Linked DNA regions of Sus scrofa: region 2 is linked to region 1. A link is a contact called in public HiChIP or PLAC-seq data. All regions are on one chromosome and are shown on one strand. The core of a region is the stretch at or near the end of the contact, and the rest is flanking DNA. Distances in the headings are between cores, read along the strand shown.

Region 1 (4,792 bases), core at 837-3,336:
CACCTCGCACCAGTGCTGTCACAAAGACGGAAGAGATATCCTTGTTCCTTTGTCTGGGCTGGGGGTTGAGGGCACAGACTCTGGGAGCCAGGCCACTTGGGACAAATGCCACTCGACCTGTGTGACCTCGGGCAAGTGGCTCCGCGTCTCTGGGCCTCAGCTACCTCATCTGCAAAATGGGACAGGCACTAACCTGCCTCAGGGCGCTGATGAGGAGGAAATGTGTTAACACACGTCTTGGGAGGCTTAGAGCAGAGCGTCTCCTGTGTTGCTAAGTATAGATGCCATTTATCCTCCGTATCTGATTGCACCGCGGGTGGCCGTGACTATATCTGTCTCCCCCCATTAGACTGGAACTCCTGGAGGGCAGGGGCGAGAGGAATTTACAGCTGCGTGGTAGGAACCCCCATTCCATCCCACCTCTCTTGTCTGCCCCCCCTCCCATTTGGGAGGAATTCTCTGTGTTTGCAGATCACCAGGGGAAGGAATTAAATGGGCTCCTTCGGCCCTGGGGTCTTAGAAAGCCAGGCAAGAGGGAGTCAGGCAGAAAGGACAGTGGGTGGGGTGCCAAGATGCATGGTGCTGCTTCCCTGACTCCCTGGGCCCCTCCCTGGGAACCAGGCTGCCCCCGCTTCCCTGCCGCAGGCAGCCTGGGCCTGCCCTGGGCCCTTCGGGCCTCCACCCTTCCCAGAACCCCAACGAGTGTCTCCGGTTCTGGGCGCCTTGTCCTCCCCTGTTCCCCGCAGCAGCTCTGCACACAGCTCTCGGCAAGAGTGGCCAGAGCACTGCAGAGAGGCCTGTGGAAGGAAGGGCTTTGTATTCAAACGAGGAAGCTAGCCCCCCCCCCCGCCTCCCCCGGCTGTCTGCTTGCTGTCTGCTCTCCTGGCTGCAGACTTGCAGAAAGGCCACAAGCTGAGCCTCTCAGGACACGGCAGTGTCCAGAACACCGCTCCCCGCAGCTGCCCCGCTGGGGGAGGGGAGGGGTGCTGGGCTGCGCTGTGGGCAGGGGTGGAGAAGGACCCTTGGAGGAATAAAGGAGTCTGGTGCCCCCCTGGCTTGGTCCCAGGGCCTCTCGCGGCATTTCCTCAGTCCATCATCACGCTGTTCAAAAGAACATGAAAAAGGGAGCTCCTGGTGTGACTCATGGGTAACGAGCCCCACTAGCATCCATGAGGTTGCGGGTTTGATCCCTGGCCCTGCTCAGTGGGTTAAGGATCCGGGGTTGCCGTGAGCTGGGGTGTAGGTCGCAGACACGGCTCGGATCCCGCGTGGCTGTGGCTGTGGCTGTGGTGTAGGCCGGTGGCTACAGTTCCGATTCGACCCCTAGCCTGGGAACCTCCATATGCCACAGGTGCGGCCCTAAAAAGCAAAAAAAAGAAAAGAAGAAAATGAAAAAGAATCTGTATAACTGAATCACTTTGCTGTACACCTCTGAACTGTTTTCCACAGTGATTGCACCAACTTACATTCCCATCCAACAGTGTAGGAGGGTCCCCTTTTCTCCGCACCCTCTCCGGCATTTGCTCTCTGCAGGCTTCTTAATGGTGGCCGTTCTGACCCGCGTGAGGTGATACCTCCTTGTAGTTTTGATTTGCATTTTCCCGATAATTAGCCATGTTGAGCATCTTTGCATGGGACATGCTGGTGATTTATGGAGAGCGTGCCCTCCCAGGAGAAACTGGTGGAGGAGTGAGGGCAGCAGGCCAGGCAGAGGCCGAGATTGGGCAAGGATGTCGATTCAGGGGCCGTCTGGCCTCAGCTGGACCCTGAGGGGGAACTCTGGGGCGTCCGTTGCAGCAGAGCGCCTGAGAGTCAGAAAGTGAGGAGCGGAAAGAGGAAGGCTCTCGGGCGGCACCAGGAGTGGTGGCCGGAGCCCACGCGGGAGGGGGGCCAGGCAGGCATTCCCTGGTCCCCTGGCAAGGCTCCCTGTGGTCCTCTTGTTCCCGAGGTGTCCTGGAGAGGAGAGTGGGGCCCTGTCACCCCCACACAGGGACATTGCTGTATAGGAGTGCCTTCTCTAGTCCCACGGCTCCTTGAAGGGGGGTGGCCCTTTTAGTATTTCCATGTCACCACCGAGGAATCTGAGGCCCGGGAGACCTGACAGGGCTGGGAGGTGAGTCACCAAGGGAGAATTCACCTCCTGGGTTCTCTTTCCTCTGGGAGGAGAGATGCAAGAGGGGGGGAATCCCCCCCCCCAACCCGTGCTCCCTCCACCGCAGCATTCGTTCAAACACAAACACCAGGGCCAGGAAGCGGCTGGGAGAGGGGTTTCTGCGCCCCCCCAGGCCCTTGCCCAGCTCCCACTGGAGGCCGAGCCCTCCTTTCCATCTGCTTAGAATTGTCTAGCGGGGAGGGGGAGGGCACAGGGCACAGCAGGTGGTGGAGAGGGACCTGACTAGTCCTGGCCTTGCCACCAAATAGCATGCGACCATTTAATTTCTGGGCGCCTCCAATTCCTTATTTATTTATTTATTTATGTATTTATTTATTTATGTACTTATTGTCTTTTTAGGGCTGAACCCGTGGCATATGGAGGTTCCCAGGCTAGGGGTTGAATCGGAGCTGCAGCTGCCAGCCTACACCACAGCCACAGCCACGCCAGATCCGAGCCACATCTGCGACCTACACCACAGCGCACAGCCACACTTGGTCCCTGACTCACTAACCGAGGCCAGAGATCGAAAACTATGTCCTCATGGATACTCGTCAGGTTCATTACCGCTGAACCACAACGGGAACTCCTCCAATTCCTAATCGGTAAAGGGATGATGGTTGCCTGGCCCAGCACTTGACAAGCTCTTTGTGAGGCCCGTTCAGATCAGACAGCCAGGTCACAGCTCATCGCATGGAAGCCAGTACTGGTCTAGCATTGCTGCTATAACAAAAGACCACAAGCTCAGTGGCTTAGAACAACAGAAGTTTATTCTCTCACAAAGCTGGGGGCCAGAAGTCTGGAGTCAGTTTCACTGGGCAGAAATCGAGGTGTCAGCAGGGCAGCGTGCCCTCTGGAGTGTTCAGGGGAGAATTAATTCCTTGCCTCTGCCAGCCTCTGCTGGCTGCGGGCCTTCCTTGACCTGTGGATGCCTCACTCCAGACTTCAAGGGCAGCATCTTCAGATCTCTCTCTCTTTGCTCCGTCCTTACATGGCCTTCTCCTCTTGCATTTCATTCATGCAGACACCGGGGAGCAGGGAGGTTACACAGTAGCCCAAGGTCACAGCCGGTGAGAGAGCTGGAATTTGAACTCAGGCCTCGGAGACTCGAACCTGTGAGCTCTGTTCCATCTCTGCCAGAGCCCGCCCGAGCCCTGCCTGCCCGCCGGAGGCCCCTTTTGAGGCCGGCTGGTCTCCAGCGAACGAATCTGGTCCTTGAGGATCAGGCTGGGCTGCGGTGTCTAAATAAAGGGCGTCCTCAGGATTAGAGCAGAGGTCAGGAGAGGACGCGGGCTGCAGCTGACCAGCCCGACAGGGTGGCCCTGGTGGCCCATCAGAAGGCTGGGGGCGGGCGGCGAGCTCCAGCATCCAGCCCTCAGCCAAAGCCGGGCAAGCTGGGGTCTCCAGGGCGGGGCTCAGCCCCGGGTCAAGGCCGACACAAAGCCCTGCCGGCGGACTAGGACCACCTACATTTTTAAACAGATATTTTAGAGTGAAGGGGCCACGTCATCGCTTGGGGTTGGAGAGAGAGGACGGGCCTCAGGCTGAGGAAGAGAACCTTCTTTGCTTGAAGGATGTTTTCCTTTTTATCCTGATGCCTGCCAGGGACTTTTCTGCCGCCTTCTCGTTGTCCCGATGGGGGAAATGGCAGAGTGTGTCCGTGAGAGTGTTTAGTTCTGGGGAAAAGGTCAAACAAGCCTGCGTGTGCGTGTGAGTGTGCGTGTGCGTGGAGGGTGAGGGCATAGAGCGATTTAATTTTTTTTTTTTTTAAAGCCAGAAGTCGACACTGCTTACTCCATTCCACGTTTCTTACACAGAGAAAGGGAGCCAGAGCAAAGGATCTCAGAACACGGGAAACACAGCTGTGGCTGAAGTCGTATCTGGGTTAAAAACCCCAGGAGTGCGCCTCTTTAATTTTTTGGTACAGCAGGATCAAGGAATCGATTCAGTCTGGTTATGCTTCCGACCATTGTTTCTGTGGGCCGTGTTTGATCTGTGTTTCACGTGCAGATCTGCTATCCATGCTCTGAAAGAAATAATGTATTCTGCATTGCACTGGGTCAGGCTCAACCATGAAAACCCTTTTTATTATTTTTTTTTTTGGATGATTTCAAAGACACACACACACACACACACACACACACGCACACACACGCTCTGTTTGTGTAAAGGATTAAAAAAGAATGAAAGGCCCAATTTGAGAACATGAGCGGGGTTCCAGAACACGAATGGGGCTGCGGGAGTGGCCGAGGCTGGGGGCCCTCACCCACTGACCTGGGCCAGCCGTGTCCCCTCTGAGTTGTGTGTGTGCATGTGTGTGTGTGTGTGTGTGTGTGTGTGCCGGACCCCTGCGGGGAGGGGACGGCAGGCAGGCCCTTTGATGGGCGTGCCTGGTGAGGTTATTCTTAGTGACAATGCTTGCCAGGGAAAGAGCAGTTTTCACAATGGAGAGTCTTCCTCTTCCTTCGGGTCAAAACAAGCCGAAGGAAGATGAAAATGACACGAACCAGGGCAGGATCCTGAAACCGTGACACGCCGAACGCCTCCTGGCTCTCCAGCAGGCTGAGAGGTTACTGGCGTTTTAAGGGCCAGAGGGAAGTTGTAGCCACTGCGGGGGTAACACACACGTGAAAAAATGTG
Region 2 (4,792 bases), core at 1,145-3,644, 160 kb before region 1:
ACAGGGCCTAGTAAACTGATAAAGACGGAAAGAAGTGCGAAGTTCGGCCTCTGGGCGGAATCAGGGGGAGGTGTGCTCGCTTTCTGTTCTTTTTTGCTTGGAGGAGACCATGCGGGGACGGCCTGCAGTTAGGTGGATTAGCAGGCGCCTCTGTGACCCCAGACGCGCACGTAAACGGGACTAGGGTTTGGTTTGCCCGCGGCGTTGATTTGCCGCGGTCCCTCTTTGTCTGAGCCCAGCCGGGAATTCCAGCTTTTATTGGGAAGACCGCACTCGGGTGGAGCCCTCGCAGGGTCGGGCGGGGCAGGGCCGGGCCGCGGGGCTGGGCAGGAGGCTGGTCGGCTGCCGAGCCGCTTGAACCCCAGGATGGTCCTTGGGAGCGCCCGGGAGGCCCTGACAACATCACCTCGGTGGTTTCCTCGAGGGCACTGGACCCGGCCGACCAGGCCCTGTGCGGCGGGTCCACCGGGGCCCGAGCCTTCTCCGCTCCCCGCCGGCCCCACCCCTCCCCCGCCAGCCCGAGGCCGAAAGGAGCTCTGTAGGCCCTTTGTTAGGCTCCGGGGTCACACCCGTGCCCCGGGGGCCGCCGAGGGGCGGGAGAGCTGTGCTGTCGGCGAGAAAGGACCTTCTCCTGCTCCTGGCTCGGAGGCCTCCTCGCCTGCTCACACCGTTCACGGGCCCAGCCAGTCTGGGGAGGGGAAGCCTCGGCTGACCCCGGCTGCTTCACCAGAGTGTACGGCCGGCGGGATTCCGTCTGTTTGCAAGGCTGGCTGCGCTGCCGGGGCCTAGGTGGCAGCGGCCGGGTGGAGAGGCAGCCGGGGCAGGCGTGGATGGCCTCCTCAGGCCACCCCTTCGATGGCCAAGCCGCCTTCGCCCCCAGCACTTGGGCTGGGGACATCCACCAACCTCCAGCACAGCCCGACGGCTTTCGCTGGTTGCCCCCAATGCGTTTTTCCGGAAGGGATAGCCGTGTTTGTTGGATGGGACTCAGTGAGCGATGCTTTTCCGCAACGTCTCTGTAGAAGGCCCCTTTCCCAGTGCAGGCTCATCCACACCTGCCCTCAATCCAGGGTCTCGCAGATGGGAAGGGGGTGGGGGTCTGCTCTTTGGATTATTTCATAGAGCCATGTCCTCCAGACCAACCATCCCCCTCGGCACCCAGGGACAGGCCAACCCCAGCCCGTCAGCACCCAGGGGCTCGGCGCCCGTGATTAGACTAGCAGGGAAGTCCGCTAGGAGAAGATCCTGACAGCATAAAATATAATTTGTGATCTAAAAGACAGTTTCCAGTATAATCTCATTATGCACCACAGACTCCCGGTGTTATTTTGTGGAAGGCGGACAATGATCAATTTACATTGACCCGGGGCTGGGCGAGCTTTTAGATGGTAATTGCCATATTGATTTGCATGCAAAAAGGAGACCTGCTAAAATTAAAGACCGGAAGCTAAATTAAACTAAATTTATTGTCTAGGTGCAAACCAGAGGAACTACTGGGGGGGGATGGGGGTGAGTCAGGTCGGGGTGCCAGAGGCTGAGCAGGTGAGAGCTTTGGGAGGTCACACGTTTGGGAGCGATCTTTGCCTTGGTGATTTCAAAATGGGGGGGCTGTTTAGGGTATGGGGACCCAGCGGGACAAAGTTATAAAGTGGCACTATTGCATTGAAGGCACCGGGGTCTTTTAATGCTAATAGTAACTGCAAGAGGGAGGAGAGGTTTATAGGGTTATAGGGGTCTTCCTGCACCATTTCCGGCACCCCCCCATTTCTATTGTTCTACCCGATCGCTCGCAATAGTGTCAAGGACACCAAAACCTCTTGCAACTGAAGGGTTAAGTTTTAAGAAAAAAAATAAAATAGACCTTAACCCCTCTCCCCCCCGCCCCCCACGGCAAGTCTTCGGAGAGAGCGTGAGTAGGGGGGGTGTTTCTGCGTGCGCCCGACGGGCAGGCCTGGACAGTTGGGGGCTGCGGGAGTTCCTCCCCGGAGGAGCAGCAGCCCCAGACTCGGCCGGACGGCGATCAGTTCGGGAAGCGGCTCGCTCCAGGTGGCCTGTGTCTCTGTGTGTGTGTGTGTGTGTGTGTGTGTGTGTGCGCGCGCGCGCGCGGGGGGGGGGGGTGTCGGGGCCACGGACTCTCAGTGCCCGGTGGCAGGCGGCCGGGGTGGGAGGAGGAGGACGGAGGGCGCCTCCCCAGAGGTTGGAAGGGCCTGCACGGAGCTTGCGGTGGGGAGGGAAGGCGGGGGCTGGAAACCTTGCCCGGATCGGCGGTGATCGCCAAGGCCGGAAAGTTTAAAAAAGAGAGAAAGCCACTGGCTGGGAGCCAGGGGCGGCCGGGCCGCCGGGGCGTGTTCGGCTGGCTGGCCGGGTGAGGACCCGGCGCCGCCATCGCCCGGATCCCTTCTGCAGCCCAGGCCCTTGCCCGCCCCAGGCGCTCCCGGAGCCATTTCACACATCCGGAGCCTCGGCCTTTGGAGGAGCCACCCGCCTGAGGCTGGGAAGCCCGCTTGGGCGGCTGAGTGTCCCGGGCTCCTGCCCGTTCCCCTTCCCAGCCAGCCGAATTGGAGATGGCCCTGGGTGTGGAGCCTGTGACTTCGGGGTGTGGGTAGTTCCCGGAGCATCTGAAAGCCTGGGGCAGACCAGGAAATTGGGGATGGGGCTGGGAGAAGGTTTTGAGCGCTGCCTGAGAGAAGGGGAGGAGGGAAAGGAGAGCTCTCCCAGCCCCCAACTTGTCTTGAGACTTGGCTTTTCCGCCGGACCCCTGAGGGTCCAGGAGGGTCCGGCGTCTTGCAAGCCGCTTCCATCTCTATTTCCTCCCCCAGCCCACTTTGGTCTCTGGGTTTTTCGTTCGGAGTCTTAGGAAAGATAAGGCGTAGGTGCTCTTTCCAAAGGGCTTTTGCACTCTCTAGGTAATTTTATTTATTGCTGTATGTGGCAAAACTGGGGTGGCAAGCCTAGTTCTGGTTTCAGGAATCAGCACTTTTTGCAGAGACCTAAGAGCAGCACCCACCTACCCTGGCCCAATCTGGGCTCCTGGAGGAAGGGAAAGTAGAGCCTCATTGGGATCCCTGGCCTCACACCAGGGTGTTTCGGTGCAGGGAGATGTGTAGGGTGTCGGAAATCTTGAAAGACTTTGTGTGGACCAAGAGTTCCTGGGTCCAGGAGAAACTGACTGGGTTCCAGGCTCCTTGTGGACGAGCTCCAAAGGCGTTAACCGCTCTCCTTTTACCCTGCACGTGACTACAAGAGCTAAGGAAGCCTCCCGAACTTCTCGGGGATTCCGAATGGCACAATCTGACCAATAATTGGCTCCTCTCCGAAACTCCAGGACTGAGTTTGACCATGGCCCTTTTTTTTTTTTTTTTTTTTTACTAGCTGTGTGACCTTGGGGGCAAGTTATTTATGGCCTCTGAGCCTCAGTAAGTTTCTTCATTTGTAAGACTGGGAATAATTACCCACCTTTAGGATCAAAGAAGAATACTTGGCACATAGTAGGCCCCGAGGATTCGTAATTGCTTTGAATGACTGGTCAGGTTCCTCTCGGTTGCTCCTCCTTTCCCTGCTGCCCCGGAGACCCTCTGAGGACCCCCGCCCCCAGACCTGCTTAGGCTCGTGTCTGGGGACCGACGTGCAGGTTAAGTTCCCCTCCAAGGGGATTCCTGAGGATACTCCTGGGGTCTGCCTCCGTGGGTTCCTCTTTCCCTTTGTTACAGTTCTTTGCCTTCTGGGTTTTAAAGGATTCCATATGAAAAGGCTTGGATCTTTTTTTTTTTCCTCCCCCTAAGTGGGATCATTTATATGGTTAGGAATTGATTCCAGAACCCGTTTCTAGGTGCTCTTTGGCAAGTCCTCTCCTCGCTCTTTCGGGGGAGGAAACAGCAGCGGCTGGAGGGGAGAGACCTGGTGGGAAGAGGTGAGAGGGTCTGGCCTGCTGCAGAGGCCAGAGGTGCTGTGGTTTGTTTGATAGGGATTAAGTCCGGATGTTATGAGGTCTCAGTGTGGTTTTCAATAAAGTCTGCCAGGGATTGCTTCTTTTATATCGATACGTATTTAAAAAAATTACTAGCATGAGAAGAAAACCAGACCTGTATGGATCCAGGCCGGTAGTAAGCTACTGTGATCAGGTTTCCTATTCGACTCCCAGAGGGGAAGTCAGCGTTTGATTGAAGCTACACTTGGTTCTTGACTCTCTGGGGATGCCGGCTCTGAAACAGGAGCCCTCCCTTTCTCTCCTCCACCCCCCCCCTTTTCCCTTCTTCCCCTAAAAGCCTTTGTGCTGAAAGAGCTTCAGTAGGCATGAATCCCTGGTCCCTCTCTAAAGAATGCCTTCCAGCCTTTGCTGACATTGTTTTGTGAACAGTGGGTTTTACCAGGCCAGCAGTTTCCCCCCGTCTTAGCTCACTATTTTAGAGGTTAGACTCTGGCCAGGATGTGCCCAACTGCAGTGATTTCCAGTGTGTGTAGCCAGGGCCCTGCCTGTAATCTGAAGACACCTTAACCTTTGCCCTAGGTGCCCCTGGAGTGTGTGTGGGGGGGTGAAGGTGGGGCGAGCACAGCCGGGGGATTGTCGGTAAGGGTCTGTTTGTTTTCTCCAGCCCCAGAGGCCCGAGTGAGGGCTGGGTGGAGTGAGAGGAGTCAGAGAGTGCGTTCCAGCCATGGGTCTGATTTAAAACTTGGTTTAATTGGAGAAACTCTTAGGCATTTAACAGTTCTGTACAAATGCAAACTTGAAATAGCTCTAGGCCTACGTCATTTAGGAAAGAATAAATGAAGTACAGAAATGTCCAAACTATGT

Evidence for each region. HiChIP or PLAC-seq counts read pairs in DNA pulled down with a chosen protein or histone mark.
Region 2: an H3K27ac HiChIP or PLAC-seq map of skeletal muscle shows a contact between it and region 1. The contact joins two enhancer-like sites. A contact is called at or near these places in 1 of 47 Hi-C or Micro-C datasets (embryonic fibroblasts) and 1 of 2 datasets of contacts at active chromatin or transcription factors (skeletal muscle).

The regions. Positions count from the first base shown.
Region 1 is chrX:35,648,340-35,653,131 of Sscrofa11.1, reverse strand. No RefSeq gene overlaps it. Among named protein-coding and RNA genes, the nearest start is that of BCOR, 240 kb to the left of the region's middle. Within about 2 kb of position 2,086, at least 5 of the 83 cell types and tissues checked have an H3K27ac peak or open chromatin away from gene starts, as enhancers often do. A contact at or near this core is called in skeletal muscle, where this site is marked.
Region 2 is chrX:35,803,808-35,808,599 of Sscrofa11.1, reverse strand. All of the region lies in intron 1 of BCOR (BCL-6 corepressor), which reads left to right. Among named protein-coding and RNA genes, the nearest start is that of BCOR, 85 kb to the left of the region's middle. Within about 2 kb of position 2,394, at least 15 of the 83 cell types and tissues checked have an H3K27ac peak or open chromatin away from gene starts, as enhancers often do. A contact at or near this core is called in skeletal muscle, where this site is marked.